Linked DNA regions of Sparus aurata: region 2 is linked to region 1. A link is a contact called in public Hi-C data. All regions are on one chromosome and are shown on one strand. Each heading gives the region's core, a stretch centred on a gene start, on an enhancer-like site or on the middle of the called end of the contact. The rest is flanking DNA. Distances are from core to core; before and after follow the strand shown. Region 1 holds the start of pcnx4 (pecanex 4). Region 2 holds the start of slc38a6 (solute carrier family 38 member 6).

The links. A called contact is a pair of places that touch in the nucleus more often than the background predicts.
Region 2: a contact with region 1 is called in a Hi-C map of an unstated tissue, with 4 times the contacts expected there. The contact joins the promoter of slc38a6 here to the promoter of pcnx4 in region 1. A contact is called at or near these places in 2 of 2 Hi-C or Micro-C datasets (skeletal muscle and an unstated tissue).

The regions. Positions count from the first base shown.
Region 1 is chr16:14,343,325-14,346,054 of fSpaAur1.1, reverse strand. It overlaps pcnx4 (pecanex 4), which reads right to left and starts at 1,436. Exons shown (of 11, transcript XM_030443397.1): 1 at 1-1,436. It overlaps lrrc9 (leucine rich repeat containing 9), which reads right to left. Exons shown (of 32, transcript XM_030443393.1): 32 at 1,556-2,730.
Region 2 is chr16:14,480,836-14,483,689 of fSpaAur1.1, reverse strand. slc38a6 (solute carrier family 38 member 6) reads right to left here and starts at 1,492. Exons shown (of 16, transcript XM_030391403.1): 1 at 1,199-1,492. The coding sequence starts at 1,291. It overlaps trmt5 (tRNA methyltransferase 5), which reads left to right and starts at 1,537. Exons shown (of 5, transcript XM_030391399.1): 1 at 1,537-1,621; 2 at 1,767-2,359. The coding sequence starts at 1,614.

The DNA.
Region 1 (2,730 bases), core at 187-2,686:
CCGTCTCTGTGGCTGTATTTACTATGAGGGAATACTCCGCTATACACAATATTACCCAACTCAGAACATAGACCACCAGGGATATGCCAATGCTGCCGTACAGAGCAGTCAGTCTGCCAAGGAACACATACCATCTCCCAAAGCCACAGAGCACCCCGGCTAGGACTGTATGCAGGACCACATTGAGCCCAAACCTCTGCCTGACACACATTGTTCTATGTGTAATGCTGCAGTTTAAACACATTGCGTTTTACCTGCGCACCGAACCTGGGACACATCAGCTGTGAATGGCTCGCAGAGGTGCACATCTGTTGTGTTTACTGTCACTGGTTGTATACCAACAGGGATCAGGAGGAGTTCAGTGATCACATACTGTTTTTTGTTAGATTTTTTTAACTTAATATTTTGAAGAGAAAATCATATTTCTTTTAGCTCTTGGCTGCATTTGATGAGTGGTCATTACAAATATCACAAATATCACCAGAAATATGATGGTGGTCCTCATGAGGCTTCAAATTATTCACTACTTTACAGAACTTCTGGCATTCTTAACAATAGAACACATTAAAAAGCCATTGAGTATCTAATTCAGGACACATTAGACGACAGTTGTCAGTTTTTCTGTATTGTTTCCACAGAACAATGAAAAGACCATCCCTCTTTGCAAATATAATTATGTCAAGTGACACATCCCAATGGGTTGTTTATCCTCCTGATCCTAAATAATATTTCAACCTCTTTCTTGCCCCTATCTTTAAATGCTGAATCTAATGCGCCTAGTTGACCCCAAAAACTGACACAGGATTAGAAATATTAATATTACATTCTAAATCCCTGTTAACGTGTTCTTTATGCGAAAAGAGCAAATCCTACAAGTATTTTATTATTTCAATATAATGAAAGTGATTGTGGTCAAGTGTCTGCCTCTCCAAAGGGCTGAATTACTTAGAGAGGTGGAGGGCAAAAAGGAGGATCATGAAGTGATCAACTAAAAAGGCCACAATATCAACACAAAGAAAGATAATAATCCGGAGCCAAGGGGATTAAATTGTTGTTGTTATTCTTGAGGTTGAGGGGATAAGGGCAGGCAGGAGGTTGTGTTTCCTTGTCATCTTCAAAAAGCAATTTGTGCGCTGTGTAGGACACAATAAACCATCACAGCAAAAAAAGCCCATCCGTCGCAACAACATGTATTGCACCTTGTAATTCTCCCACGGCACCACTTATTTACAATCATTGCTCCATTTTTGCTATAGTTGCCTGATGAAGACTATCAATTTGAGTTAAGATTTAAGAGATAAAGGGTTAAAGGAGACAAACAAATGCAAATACCGTGAAATGAAAATAGCTGTTACCAAATTGGCTACGACATCAACAAAAGGCAGACCAACTGACGGCGCTCTGAAAATTGATTCCGGTTAAATTTACAAGAAAATTGGGTATTTGCCTATTGTTGGGTTATTGTTACCTTGTTTTTGCCCTGTTAACCACATAGCCTGCTTTGTGTGACTGCAACAATGTGATAAATGACACACACGTTCAATAAGTCCAGAAATGAATAGCAGTTAAGATTTAATGCTATTGCGAGGCGTCTCATCCAAAATGTTTACACAAAATAAAAGCATTTTCCTTTTCCTCCTAATTGTCACTCTCACTACATTCTTTTTATCTTCGTTTTCCCCCCATTCACTTTCTCATTTTGTTTTTTATTCTAGGGAGCCGCACAGGAAACAAATTACAGGAAAATGACAAGCAACAACAATAACTCATTGACAGATTTCAAGAGAGGCAATATGGCGAGATTGTTTTTGAAAAGAGATTGTATTTGTGGGGGATGAAAAATGAACACGGGACATAATATGCACCTTTTAAAAACAAAATAATTTATATTTTGATGATGACCTGCACTTGTTTGCCATCAGCTGCTGAATGTGGCGAGAACATTTCCATTTTTACAACAGCAATCCCAAGTCAAGTGATGATGTTGGTGTAATTGTAACCTCTCCCGAAACACTTCTAAAGTTAATACAAGCTAGTAAGTGTGTATTGCATGTGGAGTATAATGTGGTTTGACCATTACACATATTGCACGTAAAGTTTCGATAAGCATCGCACAAGATGCAGCGTTATCTTCTTCATCAAACATCGATCAGTATTCTCATCTGTCTCGCTTCACCCACAACATCTACCAACACGAGAACCACAGTAGATAGCAGCAAAACCATGGTCCATTCAGCAATTATTCACAGAGTCTTGGACTAATGGCGCTATGAATGGACAGACACAGCAAATATAGGGAGTTAGTGGACCAGCAGTAATGGCCCCATACAGAGCATGTGTTTTTCTATGTGTGTGTGTGTTGGTGGGGATGGGGGAGAGAGCATCATCTATAACTGATTCACAACAAGCTCAAACATGTCTAATTATGAATCCAGACTACAACTATGGAGACCAACTCGCTCACTTCGCCCCTCTCCACCACCCTCTCCGTCCCTCCTCCACCCTCTCTTCCCCTCCCGCCCAAGCGGGGCTCCATATCAGGCAGATGAAAACATAACCTGTCACATTCCATCCCATTAAACCAGCTATGAACCATGTGGTCTACTCACATGGAGGAGCGAAGAGAGGCAGGGGAGAGAGACGGTGAGAGCAGTGCATCTGGGTTCACTCAGAACTGATGAATTATTCACAGTCTTTATGGTAATGTCATTTTAATGTTAAAAATACTGA
Region 2 (2,854 bases), core at 243-2,742, 140 kb before region 1:
TCAGATGTCAGATTACTACTTGGATCTGCATTTTCCTTCTTCTGCACTTGTTAATGTTAAAAGATTAAAGACAAAATCCAGCCAAAATGTGCACATGTGGTTCATATACTTACAAATTCCTTATATTGACTTTTTATCTGCATCATTTACTCGTTTGTTCAACATAATTAAGACCAACTTCATGTGTGCGTCTCTTACAGTCAAATGGTGAAGCTACTCTGCAGATAATGAATAGTAGATCAACTGACAGTGCCTATGAAGACTTTACTGGAATATAAAGACATTTTCAATGACTTATAGATAGACTTCAAGACAGATAGATGGAAAAAAAAACTTTGAAACACAAACTCTATGAGCTAACAGAATAAACCACTACTGAAGGTATGAAATCCAAAAAACCAAAATCAGAATTGATGAAGATGACACAATCGATACATGTTTTGATTGGGCTGATGACACCAGGGTAATTTTCTCTGTATCTGTGTTAAGAATTCAGACATTTTAACATTCTTATGCAGAGTTGTCTTTCTAAAAAAATCTGAAAACAGGCTCATACGTTACATTTAAAGGTTAGCTCTGATGATCTTTAGACTCAAAAAAGAAAAAAAAAAACATTCCCCCCTGCCAGGAATGTGGTGAAGGAGGCTTGCTGTTGTTTTTCTTGAGAGAACAATGTGTACTCCTATATTATTGTGGATATTTGTATATCATGCTGTATATGTTGCTATGAGAGATCTTGACCCAGTTGGGACATCCTTGCACAATAAAGGCGAAATAGAAAAAAAAATACCAATAAAAACAAATAAGTACAAATAAAATGAAGGAATGTTGAGTGTAGAGCTTTCTACAGAGCCACAGAACATATTACATAACAGCTTTTTTATGGGCGGAGTGGTAATAATTATGAAGAACAAACTGGGTATCTAAAAACCAGTGGACTTAAGTTTAATTTGCACAAGAAACAGATATAAATACAGACCCCTCAGTGGAGAAAATTGATTCAAATACAATTATTTCCTTTTTTTTAGAGTGGACTTTCTCTGTAAGTGCTGACAGAGGCAGAAGTAGAGAGGAAACTCAACATTTTCTCGGGACAAGCACGTGATGTCTGTCATTATTAACTGCTGAAGCTCACATATTTAGACTGAAGCGGTGTTTCTTAGCTGTGAAAGACACTCTGCAATTATCAACTACTTACATTTCCTAATAAAGGTGTATTTTCGTTTCCCTCGGTGTCCCCGGCTCCGCATTCAGTATACAACTCTCGGTTTGCATGTCCATTGACACTCATTTTTCTTCTCTCGGAAAATTCCGGACACTAACTAAATTAAATAAACTTCCACCGCTTCAGACTTTTCACTCCGGTTCTCGTCACGACGCACAGCTGCAGAGTTATGATACCATCTTGTCCAAAATCACTTTTAAACTCTCCTCTGATCAACTTATCAGCTGCCGATTGTTGTTGTTGGTCACCCAGGTCATGTGACTTTATTTCCGGTCGCGTCAGAAGGGAGACTACCCAATCAGAGATCGAATCTCTGCTCGGCTGACCAATCACCAGTCGGCTCTGGTCGCCTACCGATGACGTAATCAAGCATGCAGACGAACGAAGGATGTTGAGGTGAGCTCTGAATGTGATTTTTCCCGTAAGTAATCGCTAAAATACCAATCAATTTAGTCTTAAAATGACCCGTTTTTGCTTATTTGCCAGTTGCGAAGTGTTTTTGACGTTTGTGCTTCATTACAGCTGCGGTTTGTTGTTTCAGGCTCCTCTCCAGAGTCTTGACGCCTCTACAAACTCAAGGAAAAGCTGTCGCTGTGTACCGGAGCCTCTGCTCTGCCGCAACACTGCCAGTCTCAGCGTGTTCTGGCTCTGCTGTGAAGTTCATAATGGAGCCTAAACTGTACCGACCACCTCCAGAGGTTCGGGGTATGACCTCTCTGGACAAAGAGGCCTTCACACAGACCATTACAGTACCAGCTCTACGGGTGCCCACTGGGGTCTTGAACAAGGTGGTCAAGAGCCTGAAAAAGTCGGCCATTCAGCGCCCAGGGATTCCCCGAGTGGTACAAGACAAAGAGGAGAGTAGTGACTTTCGTTTGGTGCTGTTGGACCCCCACAAAGTGTCCTCAACAACCTCCTTCAGCGAGGCTGAAGCCGAGGCTCTGAGGTCATTCAGTGTCTCTGAGGAGCTGCAGCACTATGAGCTGCAGCTCACCTACCACAACCTGAAGACTGAGGAGGTGCTGGAGGCTGTGCTCCCTCAGGGTCAGGACGTGACCTCGTCGTTCAGCCGAGTGGGACACATCGCACACATGAACCTGAGGGACCACCAGCTCCCATACAAGAACCTCATAGGTGAGAGGCCGATAATGCAACAGAGGGATTGCAGTACAAAGTCACACACATAATTGTTGTGTCTCTCCATCAATCTATGAGGTGTTTTGATTCTTCAATTCTTCACCTGTCCATATATAGATCTGATTCAGATGTGTTTGCTAGAATTGACTGCAAAGCTCTCAAAGTTGTGTCTTTGAAAAATACATCTCATAGTTAATGTTTAACATGTTACGTTTCATTCAAAGCCGAAGACAGTTTGCACACCTCTGTGCCCCAATGTTACTTTGATGGGCAGGTTTTGATCTTCTGATTAAAAGCCATGAGATTCATTAGGTTGTGTTGAATAGCTGCAGTGATTAGTTGATTAATTGATTAGTCGATTGACAATTAATTATGATAATTGATTGTCCTTGTTCTTAAACGTGATGATTTGCTGCTTTTCTTTGTTATCTATGAAGAGATAAAGCAGAGTCTTTGTGTTTTTAACTGTTGGTTGGCAAAAAATAAATCATT